2 separate regions of the Bombyx mori genome follow, and region 1 is linked to region 2. Evidence: chromatin contacts called from public Hi-C data. All regions are on one chromosome and are shown on one strand. Each heading gives the region's core, a stretch centred on a gene start, on an enhancer-like site or on the middle of the called end of the contact. The rest is flanking DNA. Distances are from core to core; before and after follow the strand shown.

Evidence for each region. Hi-C and Micro-C count contacts between places; a contact is called where the count stands out from the background.
Region 1: a Hi-C map of midgut shows a contact between it and region 2, with 1.7 times the contacts expected there. The contact joins two enhancer-like sites. A contact is called at or near these places in 2 of 7 Hi-C or Micro-C datasets (midgut and whole pupa).

The regions. Positions count from the first base shown.
Region 1 is chr4:6,931,708-6,939,014 of ASM3026992v2, reverse strand. It overlaps LOC101735337 (protein muscleblind), which reads left to right. Exons shown (of 11, transcript XM_062668121.1): 3 at 1,253-1,298. Among protein-coding and RNA genes, the nearest start is that of LOC101747130, 94 kb to the right of the region's middle. Within about 2 kb of position 4,209, at least 5 of the 8 cell types and tissues checked have open chromatin away from gene starts, as enhancers often do.
Region 2 is chr4:6,866,191-6,872,717 of ASM3026992v2, reverse strand. The region is part of intron 4 of LOC101735337 (protein muscleblind); the gene reads left to right. Among protein-coding and RNA genes, the nearest start is that of LOC101747130, 28 kb to the right of the region's middle. Within about 2 kb of position 5,262, at least 4 of the 8 cell types and tissues checked have open chromatin away from gene starts, as enhancers often do.

The DNA.
Region 1 (7,307 bases), core at 2,960-5,459, 67 kb before region 2:
ATTGTGAGTCCGCACGGGTAGATACCATCATCTTGTCTATTTCTGCCGTAAAGCATGGACGCGAGAAGAGTGAGATAGCCTTTATCGATACAATTGAGGCCGCGCATAATAAGGCTGGTAGTGGCATTTAGTTTATGGTATGTACTGACTCCGGTGGCAATTTAATAGCAGGTAGGCCGTCTGTCAAGCTTTGACAGTAAAAAAGTTCGTTTAGTTGGAAAGTCTTAGAAGATTTTTACCGCAACAGTAACCAAACAGTATTAGAAATATTAGACAAAAAAGCAAGGAAACGTTCTTTTTTTTTTTTTTTATTGCCCTTGTAGGCAGACGAGCATACGGCCCACCTGATGGTGAGTGGTTACCGTTGCCCATGGACTTCAGCAATGCCAGGGGCAGAACCAAGCCGCTGCCTACCGCTTAATACTCTCCACAAGCCTCGTTTGAAGAAGGCTTTGATATATTTAGTTCTAAAGACTAAATATATCAAAAGCAAGGCAGACAAAAAATCAGGCAGCTAGAAATAAAATAAGACTAAGACTAGCCTTGTTATAAACCTTGTAAAGATATTTTCACAAAATCCAATCTTGTACATGTCACCTGCGCCGTAATGAATTCAACAATAATTAGAGACGCCGTGAGAGAGCGTTCGCTGAGCTTACCGGCGGATGTCACAAATCCTAGCCAAGGGCCGGGGCGTGTAATGCAAATAACAGTGTTTACCTGGTCCCGCCCGGCGCCCGTGCCACCATCGCCGCGCAATTCATAATAACGACTTTTATTTCCGTAACTAGCTACAAGGCTCTCATTTTGTTGGTTAATGCGTATTGTGTCAACGCGAAGCCGACCCATAATGGAGTTTTTAAAACGCAGCTTTTTATCTCGTTGGACAATAGCGAATCATATAAGTAGAATCGCGATGGACCCGAAAACATTGCAGGAATCCCGCCGCAACTTCATTATTATTTCGACTCTCGACTGGGAAATTTGCAACATAAATAACATATTTGCGCCGAGGTGGCTGCTATCTTTTAATATACGATCGTTATAGGATCCAATAAATTAATTTGCGCTTCCATACTTTCAACTTTATTGAATTGATTCATATGCGCCGCTGTGGTTGATTAAATAACCAGAGTTCAGGGAGAAAACTCTTCACGATCACGATAAAATGTCAGTCCTTAATTGATTTAAAATTGATACGTACGTATACTTGTCCATCATCATTCTAATAAATTAATTATGTTTGTTTCAGATTTCATCCCGGAGTCATATATCATTGTAAAGGAGCTCTCTTTTGAGTAAGTACTGACCACTTTATGGGAAATAATCATAGACAACTGCAATGACATCACGTTCAACATAAAAATTATAGTATAAAATGATTTGCGCAGCCAAAGTTTATTTTTTTAATTAATACTTACGTAATTTACTATCTCTGTCACATTTATCAAGATTAATTCCGTGGCAAATATTGCGGCAATCAAAAAAGAATGACTCAAAACTCTGACTCGATCTGATCCCAAAATTTTTAAACATTATACACCGTGCTCAGTGGCGAGCAATTGGAGAGGCCTGTGTCTGGCAGTGGACTGCTATAGGCCGATGATGATGATGATGATACATATACAAAGGATCCTAGTTATAAACGTGAAAGTAAAATTTATTCATGTAATACGATAACTAATCACACTACCATATGCGTTTTCGGATAGACCAAAACAATTCTCGAATAATTATCATTATATCTTTAAAACGGACAAAAAATATGTATTCAATTTATTTAAATAATTTGGAAGACCCACCCATCACTACTATGTTATATTTTACGTCAGACTTCGATGCTATTTAACACCAGCTACGATTATTTCTTGTTTTCAAGCTTATAAGGCCAATCGTTGTACAGCTTACACTATTTGGATTGCAGGGGAAGTCTTAATCAACCCATCACAAATAAAGTTGTATCTACTTCGAGGCGTAATTGAATAATAAACTTTAACCTTGCACGAATTGGGCAACATAGCGCCACTTCTGCTAGTGTAACTAGTAAAATATTCTCTTAGTTACTTTCAAATTTCAAAATGAAAAATTAAACTAAACTTGTAGTAAATGAAGTAAATTATTTTAGATATGTGCTAAGCCAGGTCTTTGTTAGTTTTGTACCTGAGAAAAAAACGCAACTGAAACGGATTATTTTTGCTACCCACAAATGGTTTGAAGAAGAAACTATTTATTTTGGCTATATAAATTGTAAGATAAAAATTTAATTTTTTTTTTAAGTTAAACCGTGTTTGTAGGTCTACAAAACTGAATTCCTTTTCTAAAATTTGAATTCATCTAATACATACATATTTTAAGTCTGTGGACGTAGTTGCAATAACTTCTAAATCGGTACTAAATTAATTTTCTGAAAAAGAAAAAAAAACAGGCCAATGAATATATATCGATATATTTAAAAACTGCACTGAAATAAACAAGTCATACGACGACAACATTTATGACGTCAGTGAAGTTTAAAACAACACACATTTAATGTTAACAAAACACATTTACGATCTGTAGTATTATTAGTGGCTAGCAATAACAAAATTCTTGCATTGAATTTAACGACATTGACTTTAATTGTTTTCATGCTTTAAATGCCAAATTCCATTTCTAATGGCTTAGAAACAAACTTCTGAATATTGTCATTGACTGTTTGATTGCGTTTTGATTATGTTTTAGATACGTATTGTTGAAACACAGCTGCCGTCTGTATTATGTTCGAGTATCTATCTCTACCTGAGGCCAAACTTTGTACTCGCATATGCGAATGAACAATTAGTCATAAATAATTGAACACGCTCGATATTCCATTGTAAGAAGACAAAGAGATGTCACACTCAAAACTTTGTCAATTTACTTTGAAACCGTGTAAAGCTCTCTCCGCTGGTGTCTTTACTGTCCAAAAGTAGAAGTAACGTCGATAGAACTTTCCATTCAGGGTACGAATCGTACTTACGTTGTCTAGAAAGGGATCACACTGTAGTGCATTCCCTGCGATGTATTATGCAGTCCCGAAGCGGTGCTAGTGTAAGCGGCTTCGAATGATTCTTGCTTCCCATTACAGAACTCTATTTCGCCTCTAACATTCATGATAGGATCATTGAAATGAAAAAATTTACATTTATATTATTTGTTACTGAAGATATAGAGCAATGTGAAGTAATTGAATTAATTGGCAGCTTACCAAATACCAGGCCGGTGTTAAAGGCTTCTAAAAGACGGTTAGAATTCTATCGTATTTGACTAAACAACGCAAATACATATATGATGTCGATACTAACAAGTCGATCTTGACGATTAGTGGACGTAATGTAACTTATAGGTATGCAACTTATGGCTTTTAGAGAATCGCACTGGAAATTGCGGACTAGATACCAAATAAATATAAAGGAATCTTGAGCCTATACATTAGATCCAGTCAAGTTGTACGCTAAAACCCACGGTAAGGCTGAAGCAATTTGATATTATAAAATTTAATGACCCATCGCAGTCATGTGCGATGTTTATTTTTACTTTATTAATATATTGAATATTCACAAACGGTTTGCAGGAACTCTCTACTGCAGAGTTTATTGTAAGATGTTCACCTACTGGTGCTAATCGCATCTCATTTCCCACATGTCGCTCGCTGTAGTGGGAAGTACAAATGAGATTGTGGCCTGACATGTCGTTCCGTAGACCCAGGCTTATTTAACGTAACAGCCTGAACCATCTTGAAACACTACACCCGTATCAGAAAAATTCGTGGATCCTTTTGTAAATACGTTTCAAACGGAAAATTCTAAAGTTAAATAAATACATTCCGTCCTTTTGGGGCTTTTACCCGAAATGAAAGTCGGTTGAATCACAGCGAACAGCTATCGGAACTAACAGAGGCCCTTTATCGCGTTTCACGCAAGTTTTCTCGAGCCAGTCTCTACTTACACGATTAATTTGAGTCAATAAATCCGCATTAAAAGCAAAGCCAAGGGGCAACCGACCGCGCTACTGTGTTAGTAGCCGCCATTCCGACCTTTTTGTTCTCACTCCACTCCACACTTACGTACTTGATCTATATAATTTATTATTCGTGGTCCACTGTCCACGACACATCATGCCGTGTCGCAAGTTTTAATATTAAAGCTAGTTATCGATCGGAAATTGGTATGGTCTGGCGAGCGGTGCACGTCACCGGCCGCCGAGACAGACAGGCAGCGCGCGCGGCGCCTACGAGCCCATTAGATGTCTGCCCGATGTAGAACGCTCGATAAACTTGTAAAAACGCCTTCTACCCATTTAATTTTTATACCCTTGCTTAAGCTTTGCTATTGGCAGATCTCTCTCGGCTTTTTATAAAATGCCGTCATCAACTGAATCGCGCTCCCTATTATTTTGCGATTGTTTAAGTCCAGCTGTGATGTTTCAGAAGCAGGCATTCGCGACTCGACAATTTTAATATGCTATTAAAATTTTATAACAATTTTAATAGCACATTAAAATTGCTTCCTAAATTGAATTCAATCAACATTTTTAAAAGCTCTTTCGAAGTCAATACGAATGAATTATACCAACACTACTACTATGGTACCAGAAAAGGTGGAAGCTTTTTTATTGTATTAAGAACTTTACAATTATTTACTTTTCTTTCCAAATGTTGAAGCTGGGAGAGAATGATAGAAAGAGCAACCAAATATTTATGACTTTATGTGAAAAAGTTTATGTTGCGGTAAGAGTTTTATTTCTCTCGTGAAACGCGTGTATCATTTTTCGAATAACATAATATGAAATGGCACCCCTGTATTGACCAATAAAAGTATATTTTCTTCAGATGAAATTACTTTTTTTCTTTCTAATAAAGTAAGTATATTTGATCGACGCTAAGTCCTTAGGGTCGGAATTTTATGATAATACAAATTACTGCTTAGGGACATTTTCGTTAGTGCTTGAATTAAATACCTTTTGGATAAGTGAGTTTCTATGTTGATTTACATTATTGTGTTTTATTCCTTAAAATTTACATTTCTTGGTTCAAGTTATTGAAAAACATTTTCCGGGTTTTAATGTACTTACCTATTCGTATTCGATAATTAAACGTTGCTAAATTCGTAATTACAATGTAAAGATAAGTTCAATAATACTTTGCCACTTGTCGGGGCACGTACGCCAACTTTTATTCAGCAAATTTGGTTACGTAATTCGTTGGAAATATTCAAGTTTTCCCTTCGCCTTCGGCGCGACGTTATCGCAGCCGGCTCTCAACGCGGGCGCGTGGGCGGGCGCTCCCCGCGGGGACTTAATTTGTTGCTCTCCTGGCGCCTCGCATCTCACTTTCAAACGCGACCTTACCACTTCCCCTTCAGCGACACCGTGTACTCGTGTTCCCGCTCACCCCGTTACGATGTATTCAATAACACCTCAACGTGTTATCTGCGTATTTCTGAAATCTAGAAGGAAACGGTTCAGTATTTGCAGCTTTGTATAATAACAATAAATTCATAATGTTTTTGCTATAAGTGAATAGACTAGCTCACTGGTCTTCGGTATTAGTGATTATCGGAGCATATAGAATATCAAAACTGAACCACGATCCGCCTTGAGACGTAAGATTAATGTCTCAAATGCTTTTGTAATTACGGCTATCCTACGTTACGTGCCGGGATATGTTTCACGCAGATATATGTAGGTAGGCGGTAATTACTTTCGTGAGCTCATAATTCCACCAGTAAAATAACTGCTAATAAAACAATATCGAGCTGATATTCAATTTCAATAGTTGCCATCTCGAGCATACGTGCTTTGAGATTCGCATGGCACCAGCACCGCGACTATTCAATAACACCGCTATAAAGAAGTGCACCGTAAAATATTTATGTGTATGGAAGCGAGCACGATTCGGTACCGCCGCCAGCAATCAAATGCTTCGATCAAACTCATTATTGTCGTTTCATTTTGTATTCACTTCAATATCATCAATATTGTTTTACGAATTACGAACTCTAAAATAAACAGAATAACATGAAATTAACTTTTTGTTATGTAACAAATACCGTAGGTAAGAAGTTTTCCTAGACAAGATATTAGAAGGTCAGGGTTCAGGTTCGATTTGCCATCCTTGAGTAACGTATGTGGAATTCTTAGCTGAAGGATTGAGACAGGGAAGTAATAGTGATGCAGATGGGCTTAGTTATCTAGGAAAATTTATTCGAAAAACTAGCAATATTGCTAAGACTGTAGCAGTGTCAGTTCGAAGATGGGAATGCACTACATAACCATATCCTCTGACTGAACAGGACGGACCATTATTAGATAATAACTTCAAATATGCCATTATGTTTGTCATAGATTATGCAAATAATTCTTTATCATTTCGTCGTTTTTTTTCCCTACCTATGCTAATAGCCTTGAGAGGCTATTTCAGCTTGACCCTAGCATGTAGGTGAGCTCTCGGGGCTCAAACCGGAAGTGTTGCTAACACTGGCCCCAGCAAGAGCAGTTCTTCGCAGAATCTACCACCGGATAGGAAACGCCACCCACTGAGAAGATCCGGCGAGAAACCCAGTGGGCAAACGTCGGTATGAAGCGTAATCTATACTAATATTATAAAGCTGAAGAGTTGGTTTGTTTGAACGCGCTAATCTCAGGAACTACTGGTCCGATTTGAAAAATTCTTTCAGTATTAGATAGTACATTTATTGAGGAAGGCTATAGACTATATAACATCACGGTAAGACCGATACAAGTGGAGCACCAAGAAAGAATGTTTCAAAATATTTTCACTTTCTACGTAAATGAAGTGGGGGGTAAAATTTAGCGTTATGCCAAAGTAACTATTCCACGCGAACGGAGTCGCCGACAAAAGCTAGTACATATATAATTTATTTACAGTAAGTAGCTTGGGATGTCGTCCGAATAACGGCGAACGTTTCACGTAAAGAAATGGACGATCCCAGTGCCCAATTAACGAAGTACTGGGACCGCGACGGGCGCGCCGCTCGTTACGTGCCCGCTCAAATTGGCGCCGACTGTACAGTAACGATAATGACGGCGCGTGAGTTGTGCCCCGTTCGTCCACTAACGTAACACTCGCTTCTCCCGCGGGACGCCCTAAAAGCCGCTTCGTACGAGCTTCATACTTCCACATTTTGGCAGTCATGCAAAACTTTGCGGTTTTTGTGGCACATAAACAATACGGCACACGTGTGCGTCTGACCGCTTATCGATTGAATCAACTTAAAATGCATTGTTTTCCGTCGCGGTGTCGATCGGTTTCCGCCAAATTTTCCGCT
Region 2 (6,527 bases), core at 4,013-6,512:
GACGAAGTTCAACGGCTTACCTTCACGAAAAGCAATATGAAAGTCAATTCGTCATTATTTTATTACGCTTTTATTATTTCGACCTGTATCTATAATTTTTTTTTCCTAATTAATATGTGGATCTGTATCACCAGGATAAAAACTAGATCATTTCTGGGCCGCTTGCGATTAAAGCGTATTTATTTTTAAACCAAATTCAGTATTAAATCTGAAATTGTATCTCAGTATTGCTCTGAGCACATGATTTGATTTGTTTTTAAAATTTTACACTAACTCATCAATAGATTTAAATGACAAGTGATAAAAATACGTAATTATTATAGGCATCTACGAAAACATATTTTAAAAGCGTTTTCCCCCAAAGTATCGTTTAACGTAAATACAATATTAACATGCGGAACACTTAAGCGATGTATTCAAAAAAGGAAAACACATTCCAATATTTACCTCATTATGTAGCCGTATGAGCTGAGTAACGGCAGTCGTATGGCGTGAGAGCAAACATTCTGGCGATTAATCTGTGAATACTGTGTGCTATATCGAAGCGCTGGAGGCGGCACATTTATTTTATGTGCCGGCAATGTTACATACGCCATAAAAGTCGTTAGGGACGGCGTAACGTCTCGCCGTCGTCTTGCCCGCTTTAATTATACCTAGATAATGTGGCGCCGACTGCGCCCTGCACCCCCGCGTTGTCGCTTCGCATCAACTTACGCGACATTAACGTAACACGATGCAATAACAGTGCGCCACTCTACCTAATGTACTTTCGTACTACCCTAATAATATCGACATCGTTACATTCGGAAAAACCAACAAACTTTCCTTTCTTCCATAAATCAAAGTGGTTAATAACCGCTCGGTATTTTTAGAAAACAGATTTACGTTATGTTTACTGGTTGCGGACTTTTAAAGCTTGTATGAAATACGAAGGCTACTCGTTTGGATTAAGCTCATATATGTACTTAAAATGAAAAACGTTCGCAAGCCTTATGAGTCAGATTGAACCGGTAAGCATTTCTTTGGGTACGGTTGGTTACGGTAGGCAGCGGCTTGGCTCTGTCCTTGGCATTGCTGAAGTCCATGGGCGACGGTAACCACTCACCATCAGGTGGGCCATATGCTCCTCTGCCTACAAGGGCAATAAAAAAAACAAAATTCTGTTTCCTTAATACGATTTGATGCACAACAGTATGAGAGGTAGATAGGGGTCGGACCGCACGGGGCACAGATGGAGATTTATCACGCCCGCCGGAGCTGAGGCTACAAGTTCGAGCATTAAACGAGTCCGGGATATTAGCCGCCTGCAAGATGCCGCCCGAGATCATAATTAAGTGCCGCCCAATTTATCGGTGCGACCCCCGCCCGAAAACTCTTAAACTTCCCTTATCGTTCGTACTAAAAGCTCTTTATTTTGTAGTTAGTCCCGATCGTAGTTATCGCCTTTATGTTCACCTCTTTGTTTATTGAAACCGCAACTTTGCAAAATTAATCAATGCACAATCTCGATAATACACTTTCTCAATGTTTGAGTAAATTCTCATTTCGATGCCTGGTATTAGTGATGAATCGAAAATACATCATTGAAAAATCATTTTCTTTTAAAATACATCATTCATTTTATGCAAAATAATGCAAAGGTTACTGAAAGTCAAAATTGATTCGAGTTAAATCTGTTTTTTATCCGAACTGTGTGTATACTGAATTAGTTTTTACACGACCCGATTTTTCCGGCCCCTGAAAATACTGAATGACTTCACGTTGCGTCACGTTAAACGGGCCGATCCCGGGACGTTCTGCGCCACTGGCCTGATGTATGAAGTTAACGCTACGCATCATCGACGTAATGTGAACATTGATCACTACGCTTAAACGTTTACAAGTTTCATCTGTACTTAATGCCGTAGTCATTTGTGAATTCTCATCTATCTAAAATAAATTCTAAACGTGACGGAAAATTGACACGTATCACGTACATACAAACAAATCACGTACCTCTATATATTAATACGTGAAGCAAAAACTTTGTATCCCTTTTTACGAAAATTGCGCGGACGTAGGAGTATGAAATTTTGCACACTTATAGAGAATATAGAGAAGAAGTGCACAATGCTAATGTTTTTTTAAAATAATGCATAAAAGATACATTAAATCAATAAAGAAAACATTACACACACTACATACCATGTATTTGACGCACACACGCATGCATACTATTTATTGTCAAACTTTTGTTCTTGGCGTCTGTTGTCAAATTGAGAATAGATTAAATATTGTTTGTTAATTTTTTTATAGTGTAGTCTTGGCGAAATTTGTGATTATAGAAGTATAAAATACAATCATAATAGTGTACAAACTTAAATTCCAATTAATTATAGTCGAATTTCGACTACTGCGGGACCTCTAGTACAAACAAATGCGTATATGATGTTAATAATCTAGTTAGCGATATCGCATTTGAATTCGACTACGTCTTGATAACTACGGTCTGGTAGTTGATTGCTAATAGACTTATTACCCAAGCAGCACGAGTAAACTGGTTAGGTGACCTAACCACGTCCGTGTCTGACTTTATACAGGGTGTGGATAATGGTAACTCTACAAAACTTATCACAAATAGGATATATAGTGTTTCAAAGGCACACAGAAAAAAGTTTAGACATACTTAATAAAGTGATCTTTAATGGATCATAATTCACATTTCATGATTTTGCGCATGCAATATGTGGATGAAAAAGTATCAAGGAAATCTATATGTCGGAGACGGTCATTAGTTTGGTAGCTAAACGAAACGCAGCACGATTCTACGAGAGAGATTGTAGGCAGCGGCTTGGCTCTGCCCCTGGCATTGCTGAAGTCCACGGGCGATGGTAACCACTCACCATCAGGTGGGCCGTACGCTCGTTTGCCTACAAGGGCAATAAAAAAAAAGATGGCAGCACGACTGCGGTATCATCGGAACTCGGTTAACGTCGTACTACAGCATAGCCGATGGAGGCGCGTAGACGCTATCACACTTATCAACTAGACTTCTTGAAGAGCCGTGCCTCCGCCCTGGAAACTGTCACTCGTTTTCGTTTGCTAACGTCAAGAGTAGATTTCTGGATTGTTCTGGGAGAGCAAACGTGATTGGTGTGCTTAATGTTTCTCTTGGCTCACTCTGTTCGCCCCTACGATGTCTGACGATGGTGTTAATAATTGTGGCTTCTTCGACATAATATAATATTTATTTTATTACTTTTTTTGTTAGTCAAATATTTTTTCTTACTACATATTTATCTTGTAATTCTTAGTTGCCCATCCTGTATACGGTTTCTGGTGTATTTTTTACCTCTAATGAACGCTAGTGGGATTCGAGTATTGAGTGGCCGTAATAAAAATAAATATATTACATAATTCTAGTTTATTTCTTATTACGAATTCGAAACCTCTCATCATCATAATCTTTGATGTGAAACTGACGTTATAATACTGACATTCGTTTTTGCAACACGATCTCCGTGAAAGTTGTTAGTTTCTTTGAGATGCCAGCAATTATCACACAAAGCCGCAACGACTTGGTCAAGTAGGTGTTTTGTTGTTTCGTTCTTTTGTGGAAAAGTGACAGCGCTTTGCTTCATATTAGTTTGGAAAGAACACTATTCGGAACGAGAAATCATGATGCTACTGTTGTTGTTCTCTTAACAAAAGCGATAGCTGATAATTATAGCAGGCGGGTAACTTTACAGGTTGCGTAAAAAATATGTGTACAAGGGAGGTATTTTTATTCACATTAGTGAAGTAGGTAATTTACGCGGTCCTAAAAGCAGCGTGGTTAATTAAGGTCATTACAAAGTAGCATGGCCGTTCTTAAAGCGAATGGTTTGCAGTTCATAATGAGAGTAGGAGGCAAGAGCCGACGAAGGCGTCTCGCGCAATTTAATGAAACACCTTGAGAGCCGGCGCCCATTTTCGTTGCATTAATCCCTCACCCCATCGTCCCAGTCCAGCTTCGGTACTCACGTCATTTACAAACGACACTTACAAAATTAACTAAATTTGTTTTACTAAGAACCCGACATTCCCGTGTTTAGTCGAGAAACAAAAGCTAGTAACATAAGTGGGCAAGCAAACTCGTTCATTTTAATTTCGTAACAAACAAGAACTAAACGGCCCTTGTTCTCCACCGGCCACTTGTGCTGTTACGGGGGAAAATCTCGCAAACCATTTTTTTATATAGATATTATTTAACCACTTAACGTGGACTTACTGTAGTATTATTCTCTGCCATTCGAAAACCTCTATACCTCAAATATTTAGTTTCTATTCTTACATAATATTGTAGTAGTGATGTGTTTATTGGATTGTAGGCGTGTTCAACATTACGTCATCAACATGTTAGTTACGGCGTATCGAACGCCATAGTCGGCCGTCAAGAGGCCGCTGTGTAAAAAATACGCACCTGCGAGGCGTAATCGCGCCCCTCTCGCATGACGCCTCATTAGCCACTCCCTAGCGCCTCTATAAATCATTTTAAATTCAAATTCTACTTACTTTCGGAATTGACTTTGCTTGCCTACCTAATTCCCTTCCCGACCACAAAATTTTGCAAATTAGATTTCCACCTTTCCTCCGTTTTAACTTACACCAAAAAAAATATATTGCGGCATCCGGGGCCGGATCTTACATTGTGATCGTGTTACCTACGATTTTGTATTTCGATCCTGGAAGAACCCTTTAATAATCAACTCCATCGGGACATTCGACCTTATTCGAGGATATCTTTTTTTATATTTATTGCTTTATTTTTTGTCCCTTTACATACCTACGCTTGTAATATTAACCTACCGCCTTGCTTATTTTAATCAAAGGTCTATTATAAAATAACAATATAAATAAGTTCGATTAAAATTAACATCTCCTCAGTGGTTATTATTACTTTAAAAAGCTTATGATTCGCTTCTGAGAATGAAATTGAAATTTATTTATAGACTCGAGGATCCACGTGTCGTAGGTGTTCCACCGTCTATCTCTAACGCATCTGGTTGTTGGCACAGTATACCGGTCGGTTCTATTCCCGTCTGCCCCCAAATATTTCTGGCAGCCATATTCACGCGTACAAGTGGACTCCGGGTCAGATCGCGCGGGGTCGTGTCATTCATCGGCTCGTTAGCTCATTGTTTTCCTCGTGTCAATTGGTCGAGGCACGTGTTCGGCCAATAGTGGAATAGATGAAAGACTAGGCGCGGCGTGCGCGTACGGTTGACCGCGCTCCGACGACAGCGTGCCGCCAATCCATCAATCTGATCGAACGTTCTAATCGGTTAACAACCACGTGGCTCGCATATTGTGCGTTCTTCGCAAACGACTCTACTTATTTGTTTGTTTAGTTACAGGACATCGTTTGATTAATAGCGTCTGCCGCATACATAATGTTTAATAAGAAATATGTACACTTGGGAATAAAATACTTATAGGGATGTTTGGAGTTCCGAAAATTAGTAGAGTAGGGTGTGTATGCTTATGGTATACAATAATACCAATTTACACGTCATTAAGGATCCTCCCGATCCATTAACGGTGCTTTTAGGTACCACAAGCACCGGTAACCATCCTCGTCGAACCCGTCGCTTGCGACGAAGGGCTCGACGAGCGAATTAGACACAGCCCACTGAGTTTCTCGCCGGATCTTCTTAGTGGGTCGCGTTTCCGATCCGGTGGTAGATTCTGCGAAGCACTGCTCTTGCTAGGGTCAGTGTTAGTATCACTCCGGTTTGAGCCCTGTGAGCTCACCTACTAGTTAAGGTTACGCTGAAACAGCCTCTTAAGGCAAAAAAAAATCCAATGCAAATCATTAAGTACAAAAGACAATGGGCGGTCTTATGGCGAAGACCAATCTCTTCCGGACGACCATCAGGTGGAAATCAGAATCGTTTCAGAAAAAGGTATCTCAATTAAAATTAATTGCTTTTTATAGGTACTAGAGTAGTGTTTTATTTGATTTTGGCAAGAGCGACGAGGTTGTCGGCACGCGCCAGTATACTCTGAACCAGGGCCCCGTTCGTTATACACGTTACAATTGCAGAGTGCACTTGGCGCTTTAATGCTCTCACGGTAACGAGATATGAGCGTCTCAGTTCATTGATGTCGCTTAAGTGCAGTTCTTTTTAGTATAGGTGCCAAGTTACGGATTTCCATTTTTGTTATTTCAAATGACTCAGTCAGAAATTTATGAAACTAGAGGTCCGTCCCGCAGTAGTCAAAATTCGACTATAATTAATTGGAATTGTAAGTTTGTACACTATTATGATTGTATTTTATACTTCTATAATCACAAATTTCGTCAAGGCCACACTATAAAAAATATTAATAAAGACAAAAAATATTTAATTTATTCTCAATTTGACCACAGACGTCAAAAAGTTTGACAATAAATAGTATGCATGCGTGTGTGCGTCAAATACATGGTATGTAGTGTGTGTAATGTTTTCTTGATTGATTTCATGTATCTTTTATGCATTATTTAAAAAAATATATTAGCATTGTGC